3 separate regions of the Mus musculus genome follow, and all the other regions are linked to region 3. Evidence: chromatin contacts called from public Hi-C and promoter capture Hi-C data. All regions are on one chromosome and are shown on one strand. Each heading gives the region's core, a stretch centred on a gene start, on an enhancer-like site or on the middle of the called end of the contact. The rest is flanking DNA. Distances are from core to core; before and after follow the strand shown.

Evidence for each region. A called contact is a pair of places that touch in the nucleus more often than the background predicts. Capture Hi-C pulls out chosen DNA fragments and counts their contacts.
Region 1: a contact with region 3 is called in a promoter capture Hi-C map of liver. The contact joins two enhancer-like sites. A contact is called at or near these places in 1 of 15 datasets of contacts at CTCF or cohesin (the NIH/3T3 cell line), 2 of 484 Hi-C or Micro-C datasets (embryonic stem cells and liver), 3 of 115 datasets of contacts at active chromatin or transcription factors (embryonic stem cells and intestinal villus epithelium) and 3 of 9 other capture datasets (adipose tissue, liver and pancreatic islet).
Region 2: a contact with region 3 is called in a Hi-C map of liver, with 2.1 times the contacts expected there. The contact joins the promoter of Abcc2 here to the enhancer-like site in region 3. A contact is called at or near these places in 1 of 484 Hi-C or Micro-C datasets (liver), 4 of 115 datasets of contacts at active chromatin or transcription factors (bone marrow-derived macrophages, embryonic stem cells, extraembryonic endoderm stem cells and 1 more) and 3 of 9 other capture datasets (adipose tissue, liver and pancreatic islet).

What each region holds. Positions count from the first base shown.
Region 1 is chr19:43,810,910-43,814,712 of GRCm38.p6, reverse strand. It overlaps Abcc2 (ATP-binding cassette, sub-family C (CFTR/MRP), member 2), which reads right to left. Exons shown (of 32, transcript NM_013806.2): 13 at 3,451-3,597; 14 at 2,198-2,282; 15 at 1,457-1,523; 16 at 1-25. Among named protein-coding and RNA genes, the nearest start is that of Gm10768, 26 kb to the left of the region's middle. Within about 2 kb of position 1,327, at least 13 of the 459 cell types and tissues checked have an H3K27ac peak or open chromatin away from gene starts, as enhancers often do. A contact at or near this core is called in intestinal villus epithelium and liver, where this site is marked.
Region 2 is chr19:43,780,371-43,784,095 of GRCm38.p6, reverse strand. Abcc2 (ATP-binding cassette, sub-family C (CFTR/MRP), member 2) reads right to left here and starts at 1,788. Exons shown (of 32, transcript NM_013806.2): 1 at 1,663-1,788. The coding sequence starts at 1,692.
Region 3 is chr19:43,892,947-43,896,448 of GRCm38.p6, reverse strand. The region is part of intron 4 of Dnmbp (dynamin binding protein); the gene reads left to right. Among named protein-coding and RNA genes, the nearest start is that of Gm50217, 26 kb to the left of the region's middle. Within about 2 kb of position 2,183, at least 63 of the 459 cell types and tissues checked have an H3K27ac peak or open chromatin away from gene starts, as enhancers often do. A contact at or near this core is called in embryonic stem cells, intestinal villus epithelium, liver and 2 more, where this site is marked.

The DNA of each region.
Region 1 (3,803 bases), core at 78-2,577, 81 kb after region 3:
GCCTGGTTTTATGTCCAGGTTCACACTGAAAGAGAGAAATGTTTTTGAAGGATGTGGGTGGGTGGGGGGCAGTCGTTCAAGGCATTTCTCTGACTCTTTATGAAATCTCATTTTAGATAACTTTCCCATCAAGACTAGAGACTTCGCCGTGAGTGTATGAGACCCTCAAGTGCATCTTTATTATTGCTAAGTTCCAAGACACTGAAGGATGCGTTCCTTTTATCAGACTCATCAAAGAAGTTCCTACTCAAGGGGCAATTGCAACTGTACATGTTTCCCTAGAGGGGAAAAGTTCTCATTTGAACATTTGAACGGCATCCTCTCAGGAGCCTCGACACCTGATTTGGTTCAGGTCTCGACTCCGATACTGTGGGGTCGGGCAGTTCTGACAGGTCACTTTCTTTGGACCAAGGTTTTGCTTTTAAAGTAGCAAAGTTGGATTTTTGCTTCTACACTAAACTCGTTATTTAATGCTTCTCAAATGTATTTGTTCTATGATCTTGCTGAAAGCAAATTCCCTTCCCTAACCCTAACCCTGAAGATCAGACCTCTGTGGCTGGGGACAGGTGTGGCTGGGGACACTGAGTTAGAATCCCAGGGACTCTTTGTGCCTGCTTAACTATTTGAGTTCAGAATGCACTTGGAACATCGGAAAGCTGTCACATAGTCTTTCCCAACCTGCTCTGGACGGCAGCAGTGAAGTGGGAACTGTGTCTGGTTTCCTCTCTACAAAGGAAAGCTTTTGGCTGGGAGGGCTAGAGCAGTGCCTTTTGCTCTGACTGACCCTGGTGCTGACCCTAGAGTGCACTCGAAGGCTACAGGAATAGGAGAGAGGGTAGGAAGTCATGGAGTTCGTTACTTGGGACGAAACAACACACAGTTTCTGAATTGGAAGGCACCCATAGCTGGAGTGAATGGTGGTTCTGGAGTCCAAAATGGGGTGGGCTTAACTGGTTCTCTATATACAACAGCACGCAAGAATGAGTTGGTTATAGTAGTGAACAGGAGTAGTCTACAGTAGCTTAGCCCAGACGGGACTCAAAGTAAGGATCCCTTTGCATGAGCCTCCTGGCTTCAGAGACGGCAGGTGTGTACAGCCACACCCACGTCTGACATCTACAGCAATGGTTCCCATTGCCTAGACTGGGGAGAAAAGCCAGATTCTAAAGTTCACGAAGTGCGTGCACTTTCTCCACCTAGTATCTGGAGGAACAAAGGTCTTCATGGATTTTTTTTTTTTTTTAACTGAAGACACGTGTACGAAAGCCGATAGAAGACAGAGTCATGGGGAAAGGCGAGGGACCTTTACTCTCGGCTCACCCCTCCAGGGCAGAGCCTAAACTAGTATCCAGGTGAGTACAACATACAGTCTTTTCTGGTGTTCCACTGAATAGAGTCTTCTGAGAACAGGGTAGGATCCTGAGGAAGAGCTGGAAAGCAAGGGGATCGAACTCACTCTTGGATTGTGGCTTCCAAGTCCCGGTCCCAAGTAAAAGAGGCTTCTGAGAACTGCACAGCTTTATCTATTGAGAGGAGGGGAAAAGCCTTCTCTTTTAGTGACATGCCGGTACTGGAGTGACTGTCCGTCTTTCCTTAGCCCATGTGTCTCTGATTCATCTATCAGCCCCCGCAATCACCTCTGTTAGGTGCTGAGCTTATTATACTAGCAGGAGGCAATGAACCTAAACTTGGAAACTCAAATTCTTTGGACCTCTAGATGCCCTGGCCATCCCAACCCCAGCCCCAATACCCCCACATCTCCACCCCCACCCTTCCCCCAGCCCTCTGTTACCTAATCTTCCACGTGAGTTCTATATCCTTATTTGAGCCCTCCGTGTTTTGGACTCCAGGGCCACTGCTCTGGCAATGGATGCCTTACAATTCAGAACCCTCATGTTCTGTTATCCCAAGTTACCTTCCCCATCCCCACACTTGGCTCTAGTCTGAGTTCTGTTTCCTGGGTCCCTTGCAGGACTCCCTGCTTATCTCCAAATAGCTGTTTTGCTTAGAAATCTGGCTAAGTACTTATCTTTAAGTGAGAACATAGTTTGTACTGTTTATTATACAAGACAAATCAATTCAGAATGGATCTCCTAGCTCTTCCTTTTCATTGGTTGCTGTGCTTAAGCCCTGCCTATAAGTAGTCTGCTTCTAGCACTGTGAATAATTTGTGGAAATAACTTCCAAATTTGTTTACCAAAATGGCAGACATGGCGAATGGCAGACAAGTCCAGATCATCGCTTCCCAGGTACTGCTCCAGCCGGTCTACAGAGACGCTGGCCTAGAGAAGGTCACAGAAAACAGTGAGGAATAAGAAAATTTGGTAACATAGCCAACACAAATCGGACTCCATGTTTTGTGTAGTTGCTTTGGTTTGATTTGGTTTTTCATGAAACTGGGTGGGAAGGGAGATGGGAGAGAATCTGGAAGGAGTTGGGGGAGGGGAAAATATACTCAAGTTCTATTATATGAAAAATTCAAATAAATAAAACATCACTTAATAAAGAGTTGCCCTTATGGAAATAAAACTAAGGGGAAGAAAGGATTTTTGACTTTGTCATTAGCCATGACTTTGCCACAATTGGAACCTCCTGACCACTACCACAGACTCAACTGTACCTTAGCCCTGCAAGCAATCCCACACCTTAGACAGAGTATATAAAGACAGTATATCAGCTTTCAGAGACTCAGGTAATTTAACTCTCTTGCAATTTCTCTTTAAACTTTGGACTTATTTCCAGAAACGTTCTACCACCTTCTTCTGTGACAGAGCCCTAACTTATACCTCCTTCTGGTACTGGAACCTCAGTCTTGGCCCTATTCGATGGAGTCTATGTCTCGATGAAGCATCCAAATGAATGCGAGCCGGCACCAAAGCCCAGTGTTCTGCTCTTGTCACCAGTGTCCCATCTGTACGTCGGGCTTCCTCTTGAGGTCTAGTCCCTGGTAACTAGGTACTCAGTGACTATGGTAAGGCTTCAGAATATAAGACAGTGCTTCAGGCTCATGCAAGCTTTATGAACTCAGCCTGAGGCTCTCAAACTTATTACCACATAGATTCATTCAAAGCCAGAGTCCTTTCTCTTCTTGCGCCATATTTACTCAACGCTATGTCAATATCTCCTTCTCTTTAGATAAACAGGTGATAAACTAGTCTAGGAAAGTGGCTCTGAGCAGGTGGCAGGTGTAATATTAATGGTCTCACTGAATGTCTCTGTAAGATCATCTCCTGTGAAGTGAATGAGGTCAGGATGAAGATCTGCCTTTTAGCCAGAGAGACAAATAAACTGGGGCTCAGAGAGCTTAGGATTTCACTAAGATCTAACCATGTTTCCGGAAACCCAGTCGGACTTTTAACACTCACCAGCTGATGCTAGACATGAGATACAGTAAACTGGTAATCTGCACTGTAAGGCCATTGAGCAGTCAGCAGGGGCGTTCCCATGTACCTGGATGACTGAAGAGATCACCATGGGAAGCATGGCCAGAGGAAAGCGCAGGATATTGAAGAGGGTGATGGAGGTGAAAGCCTTCTCCGCGTTCAAAACATTTTGACTATCCACCAGGACGTAAACAGAAAATGTGATCACGGACACCTAGGAAGAGCAAGGTTATAAGAAACTCACTAATGGTCCAAACACCTTTTGCAACAATTTCAGGAACACTGTCTATCAGAGCTGAAGGAATGCTAGGGGCTATCCCAATCTCTTCCGATTACCCGTAAGAAGTTTAATCCCATTAGAGGAAGCAATATCTCTCCCAAGGAGGGATCGCCAATGACTGGGTTGCTAAGATCAGAGCT
Region 2 (3,725 bases), core at 539-3,038, 110 kb after region 3:
CTTGAATTCAACTCCACATTTATAACAATAACAAGCTTTACTTTATAACTATGTGTATTTCCAGGCTCATCATTAATACACTAAAACACAGTCACCATTTAATGACATGTAGTGGCTTTCCTCCTCTCAAAACGTATCTTCATGTGATTTTAAGTGAATGTCTACACTGACTAGTCTGCATAAAAATTACTAAAATATTTTCCAAATTATGGAAAGAAGAAAGAGTATTCCTCTCTCCAAAGGGGAAAGTAGTTTCCCAGGTCTAAGAGCACGCTACGTGGTTTCTAGCACTATTTGAACACACTGGTAGATATTCTAACCTGCAGACACCAGACAGAATGGTTAGACATGCTATGACTTTAGCCTACTATGGCTGAGAAGGCTCATATCAAAAGCAAGAGGACCTGGTACATTTCAGTGTCAAGATAACAATGCACTGTTGGGCAAAAAACATGTTTTAAACAAGAGTTTCATGTAATAAAGAGTCCTTGGAGACGGAGTTGTGTGGACGTAGCAGTTCCTGTATCAGGATCAGACAAAGGTAGATTTTCTTTTTCCATAGATACTTTTAAACAGATCTGTGGGTACTGGTGCTCTAAAGGAAAGGTCAAAGTATCAGACAAGATGATTTGTAGAATTCTAAAAAGAAATTTTCTCTCTGTGTGTGTCTCTCTGTCTGTATCTCTCTGTCTCTATCTCTGTATGTCTCTGTCTCTCTCTTTGTCTCTCTGTGTCTCTGTCTGTCTCTCTCTCCCTCTCTGTTTGTCTCTTTGTCTCTGTCCCTCTCTGTTTCTGTCTCTGTGTCTCTGTCTGTCTGTCTCTCTCTGTGTCTGTCTCCCTCTCTGTCTCTGTTTGTCTCTGTTTGTCTCTGTTTCTTCTTCTTCTTCTTCTTCTTCTTCTTCTTCTTCTTCTTCTTCTTCTTCTTCTTCTTCTTCTTCTTCTTCTCTCTCCTCTCTCTCTCTCTCTTCTCTCTTCTCTCTCTCTCTCTCTCTCTCTCTCTCTCTCTCTCTCTCTCTGTGTGTGTAACAGCCTTGGTTGTCCTAGAATTTGCCTGGTAGACCAAGTTGGTCTTAAACACACAGGGACCTGTCTGCTTCTGTCTCCCAAGTGTTGGGATTAAAGGTGTGTGCCATCATGCCCACCATACCTGACCTTCAAAGGGGATTCTCAAGAGATGATTAGCTACCTTTTAATAGTTTTCATGTCTTGGCCATGAAGGCTTGGGGGCTTAAGTTCTTCCTAACACATTAAGGACTATCTAATGTCTTCCCTGCTCCTCTCAACATTATGGAATTTCACTAATTACATCAGTACATCACCCAAAAGCTCAGACATTTGCCTTCTCTTTTCCTCCTACCCTACAACAATTCCCTTCCTAGGACTGAAGAAAGTGCATTTTTCTTTATTTCTCTGATAAGAGGCTCTTCTGCAGCTAGTCCGAGAAAATCATCTGCAGTGCACTAAGAAAATGCTAAAGAAAAAAAAAAAAAAAAAGGAATGCCTTTCCCACGTGTTATAATCATGTGGCTAAATTAAAATTTCTTTTTCTTAAAAAACAGAACTTTAGGCCAAATAAACCTCTAAATTTACCGGTTCATACCGATAGCCATGCTTGCCTGAGTTTGAGAAGAGGAAACCATGAGAATCAATGTAATTTCTCACCCAAAAAGTAGAGTTGCAGAATTCGTCCATCGTGATTTCCAGGGCACTTCTGTTACGATGACTTTCTATGATTGTCTTGTTTCTTCTTTACCATCTGCCTCAAGGGAAGCAGATGTTAAGGAGCAATGTGCTTTTCCCATCCTCACTGCCCAATTAAAGGCAAGTCTCCTGACCTTTCATCCTGACAACTTAATAGTTAACTTTGCTAGATGAATGCTATGTCATCCCAGTGAGCAGACATGTGACTGGGAATCACCAGATACTGGGAGGCTTATCACTTCTCCAAAGCCCTGCCCCTGTAGTGTGACCAAATCTAGAAAGAACCAATCAGAGACATTAATGCAGTTGGCAGGTCGGAAGTCCAGTACACAACCTATGCATCCCTGCATGTGGGGTTTTACTTCAGTTTGAACTCGGTTAAGAGTTCACAGAGATGTTAAATACCCATACCTCTGATTGTTGTTTTGTCTGGTTTGAGACCAGGTTTCTCTGTGTGGCACTCGCTGTCCTGGATCTCACTCTATAGACCATGGTGGCCTCAAACTCACAGATATCCACCCAAGTCCTGGGATTAAAGGCATGCATCACCATGCCTGGCTCCTCTGAGTTTTTTGATTAAGAACTTATGATAAACATAAAACACGGTTTAAAGTAATATAAACTTTGTTTGAAAAAGTCAAGTTATATCAAAGAGCGAAAGCATTGTGGATCAATGAACATAATTTGAGCAATAAAATGTTAGTCTTATTGGCAGGATTAGGTAGGGTTTTTTTTTTTGGTTGTTGCTTTTTGTTTGTTTGTTTGTTTGTTTGTTTGTTTTTTTCAAGACAGGGTTTCTCTGTATAGCCCTGGCTGTCCTGGAACTCACTCTGTAGACCAGGCTGGCCTCGAACTCAGAAATCTGCCTGCCTCTGCCTCCCGAGTGCTGGGAAAGGCGTGTGCCACCACCGCCTGGCTCTTTTTATTTTCTATTGTATCTTTGTTTTTCCATAATTATCAAGTATTATTTGTGTAGTAGCATTTAAAGGTGCATAACATAAAATATATCATCTTGATGAGTTCTAAGTATATAATTCAGCAGTGCTAAGTGGACTTATATTGTTAACCAATTTCTAGAACTTTTTATCTTGCAAAACTGAAATTTTATGCCAATTGCGCATAGCCTCTCTCCCTCCAGTTAAGACATGCTGTTTTGTTGGTAATAGAAACAATTCATATATTCTTTACTTATCTTGGGTTTTTTTTTTTTTTTTGGTTTTGTTTTGTTTTCTTTTGGGGACACAATCTCAATGTGGAACCCTGGAACTCATTTTGTAGGTCAGGCTGGGCTGGAACTCACGGAGATCTGCCTGCCTGTGTCTTCTGAGCACCACCACACCTGACTTATATTCTTGTTTATTCAAATAAGACATTATAAATGAGTTTTGCTATTCAGCTTCAGAATTAAACTTGTGTTTGTGTTGATTGCAAAACCAGTTGCAAAAAAACATAATCCTTCAGTCTGTGATGTTTGCCATGTCAGCAGGCATGTCTTCACTCAGGATGTTCTAATTAAAAGGAGATCTGAAGATATTCAGCGCATCACATTTTCACTTTCTGCTAGCGAAATATAACATAAAAAAATAGAAACATATTTATTTTTCTAAACTGAGGGATTTGCTACATTTGTCACAGTCCTAAGCCAGAAAAAAACCAGTGGTACTCCCCAGAGGCATTTAAACTCAGTAGATACTTTCATAACTGATGGTTCCATTGAGGCGAGAGCAATAGCTACTGGACTTTAGAATGGTGTCGATTTCTGATGGAAGGGAGGGCATTCAGTAAAAAAAAAAAAAAAAAAAAAAAAAAAAAGCTGAGTGTGTCAAAAAATTTCTGAAGTGGTGATAAATTGTGGCCATGAAAATTTCACAACTCTTTGAAGAAAGAAGAATTTGTCTTTTGGACTTTTTGAATGGCTGCGTTTGCTTTGATCAGGAAAATGTGGCAGGGATGATCCTGGGTAAAGAATCAAGCCCAGACCCTAGAGCACGCGTGTCTTTCTCATTGCCTTCACTTCATTTCCT
Region 3 (3,502 bases), core at 934-3,433:
ATGTGTGGCATATGTATACTCATGTGTGCCCAGGCACATGTATGTCAAGATCGGAGGATGTTGGGTGGCTGTGTCACTTTCTGCTTTCTCTGTTTGAGTCGGTTTCTCACTGAGCCTAGAGCTCACTGTTGTTTGGCTAGGTCAGCTGACTAGCAAGTGCCAGCAAGCTTCCTGCTTCAGCCTACTGGCCCCCAACTCCCGATCACACATATTCACAACCCTGCAGTCCTGGGGTTCCAGGCCCACGTGACTATGCCAGGCTCATTTGTTTGTTTGATGTGGGTGTTGGGGACTCAACCCTAGGTTCTTCTGTTTGTACAGCAAGCCCTCTAACCCACTGAACTATCTCCCCAGCCCCTGGCCCTGAACTTTTGACTGTCCTGCTTTAGCCTCCCTGAGAGCTACCACAGCAGGCATGTGTGCTGCCGCACCCGGCCTCAGAGTGATTTTTAATGAAGACTTGTAAATGAGATCAGAGTATGTTTTTAAGGAAAGTCCTATTTTCAAAAAAAAACATTGGGTGGGACCTAAGACACACTGAAGAAAGCCAATAGATTAACAATCAGAAGATTGCTGATAAGAGACGGCAAAGCAATCTATACTATTCTAGAGATAGTCAAAATATATAAGGCAGGTTTTGTCTATATAAAAAAAATATCATTCTAAAAACTGCTTGAAATGTCTCTGGTATAATATTTCTTTCTCCAAGTAGTAGAATAGAATAAATATCCAAACCTGGGCCAGTTTTGCTGACACACACGGATAATCTCAATACTTGGGGGGCAGAACCAGTGAGATCTCTGAATTCCAGGCCAGCTAGGGCTACAGAGTGAGACTCTGTCTCAAAAATAAATAAATAAATAAATAAATAAATAAATAATGAATAAATAAATAAATAAGTCAAACTAATTTGTACTTTTTAAAAAATATTTTTGCTTTTAAAAAAAAAAGATTTATTTATTATTATATCTAAGTACACTGTAGCTGTCTTTTAGATACACCAGAAGAGGGCGTCAGATCTCATTACGGATGGTTGCGAGCCATCATGTGGTTGCTGGGATTTGAACTCAGGACCTTCGGAAGAGCAATCGGTGCTTTTAACCACTGAGCCATCTCTCCAGCCCCCCCCCCTTTTTTTTGGTTTAAGATGATGAACGTTTGTGTAGAGCCAGGGTGTCCCCCAGGGGAAGAATGTTTCCTTAGGTGCTTCAAGGCCCTTCATTCAATCCTGGTATCATCCCCACCAAGGAGTAAAAGAATTTAAGACAGTAATAATCTTTCCCTTTTTCTCGTCGGTGCACAGGAAGAGAGTAAGTACCCTTCACCCACGTGGCATCTGCCCCAGGGTGTTGGCTCAGAACAAATGACCTCGGCTAAGTCAACCGGGTTTTATCCTGGTACAAAGCAGCAAACATAGTCTGAGCCTATGAACAGTCTGTCCGTTCAGAAGAGTAGCGAGTTCTTCCTTCCAGGGCTGATGGGTTCATGGAACTTAGGATTGTTTATTTGATTATGATTGATCGGTGAGTCACAGTTCTTCGCAGTTTGTAGGGTGACTTTGCACACACTTTATTTCCTCATGTTCAGGGTCAGGCAAAGGGTGGGAAATTTCAGTAAGACCCAGGTACTTCAGAGATTATGGACTCCCTGAGGGTGCCCTGTCCAGCCCAACCTACTACAGGCAGCTGTGTTGAATAAGTCGGAACCACACTGCTGGTGCTGTCTCTCTCTCTCTCTCTCTCTCTCTCTCTCTCTCTCTCTCTCTCTCTCTCTCTCTCTCTCCTCTCTCTCTCTCTCTCTCTCTCTCTGTGTGTGTGTGTGTGTGTGTGTGTGTGTGTGTGTAGAGGCCAGAGGTCAAGGACAAATTGCCGACGTTGTTTTCTCTTTCTACCTTTGTGGGTTTGGGAGACTGAGCCCAGGTTATCGGGCTTGGCAGCAAGCACCTAAGCTAGCTTACCAGCCTCCCACCCCCTCTTCTGAAATTTAAAAATTATGTTCATGTATGTGTGCCCTGGCATGTGGGTGGAGGTCAGGGGACAACTTTCCCGAGTCAGTTCTCGACTTCAGCCTTGCCGGGTTGAATTCAGTTAACAGATTGGTTGGCAGCCGCCTTTCCCTGCTGAGCTAGCCCCCGCCTCTCCCCATTTTTAAATAGTATCTCACACGTAGCTCTAGCAGGTCTCAAGTTTCAGGATCCACCCTCCTCCCAGCATCACCTGCTGCAGTTAGTACAGCGGGATAGCACAGTGCCCAACTAGAGTGATTAATCTTTTTATTGTTTTGCTTTGTTCTTAACTCTGAGTCTCCCTATGTATCCCTGGCTGGCCTAAAACTTGCTGTGTAGACCAGGCTGCCACAAACTCCCCAGTGCTGGGATAAAAGGTGTGTGTCTTTCTGAAAAGGAAATTAACCTTTGTTTTTAGTTGGATTAGAAATAAGCAAGATCATTGGATTTTAGACTTAGAAGCAGAGAGACCATCAATGTCCTCATTTCACACATAAGAAAGTAACCGCTGGGGCCGTGGAGATGTCTTAGCAGTTAACACGGGTTGCTCTGGAAGGGGATCCAAGGTCTGTTTTTAGCAGCTACATGATGGCTGGAGAGCATGGGTGTCTACACTCAAGGACACATGCTCAACAGAGACACACGGGTATACAGGATCTTAAAAATAAAGTAAATCAGAGAGAGAGAGAGAGAGAGAGAGAGAGAGAGAGAGAGAGAAAAGAGAAGAGAAGAGAAGAGAAGAGAAGAGAAGAGAGGAGAGGAGAGGAGAGGAGAGGAGAGGAGAGGAGAGGAGAGGAGAGGAGAGGAGAGGAGAGGAGAGGAGAGGCAGGCTGGCAGGCAGGCAAATAGCCAGATGTAGTGGCAAATTCCTTTAATCCCAGGACTCAAGAGACAGAGGCGGAAAGATTTCAGACTAGCCTGGTCTACATAGCGAGACCCTGCCTCAAAAATAAAAATAAAAACAGCTTCGTTGTCTGGTGAGTTCTCTATAGATGTTGCCGTTGTTTTGCATAAAGTTGTCCTGGTAAATAGTGTTACCGGTTTGGTGAGCAAATCGCTGTCTCAACTTTAGAGATTGCTGACTCGGTTAGCACAGCAGTCCTGTGTGCTCCTGTGGGGATCTGGATGGCGGTGTACTGGGGGGTCAGGGGGAGCAGCTGCCTTGTGTGGGGAGGTCATGTAAGTCAAGACTGGAGATGAGGGTGTGGCAGTGTAGGCAGGAGAGCATTCGTTGCTGAACTGCACCATGGGAGAATGGTAATGTGGTAAAATGTCCATGTTAGGTGTGACTGGTTTTATCCGGTGCATGATGTCAAGCAGACCTGGCTTCATGTAGCAGTGTATGCGATCATAGCCAAGTTATTCCAGCACCCAGAGTCTCATGGAGCTCACACTGGCTTTGAACTTGCTGTTTAGCCAGGATGACTTTGAACTCCAATCTGCCTGCCAAGTGCTGGAATTAGAGCCATTCCTCACCATATCCAACTGGATTATTGC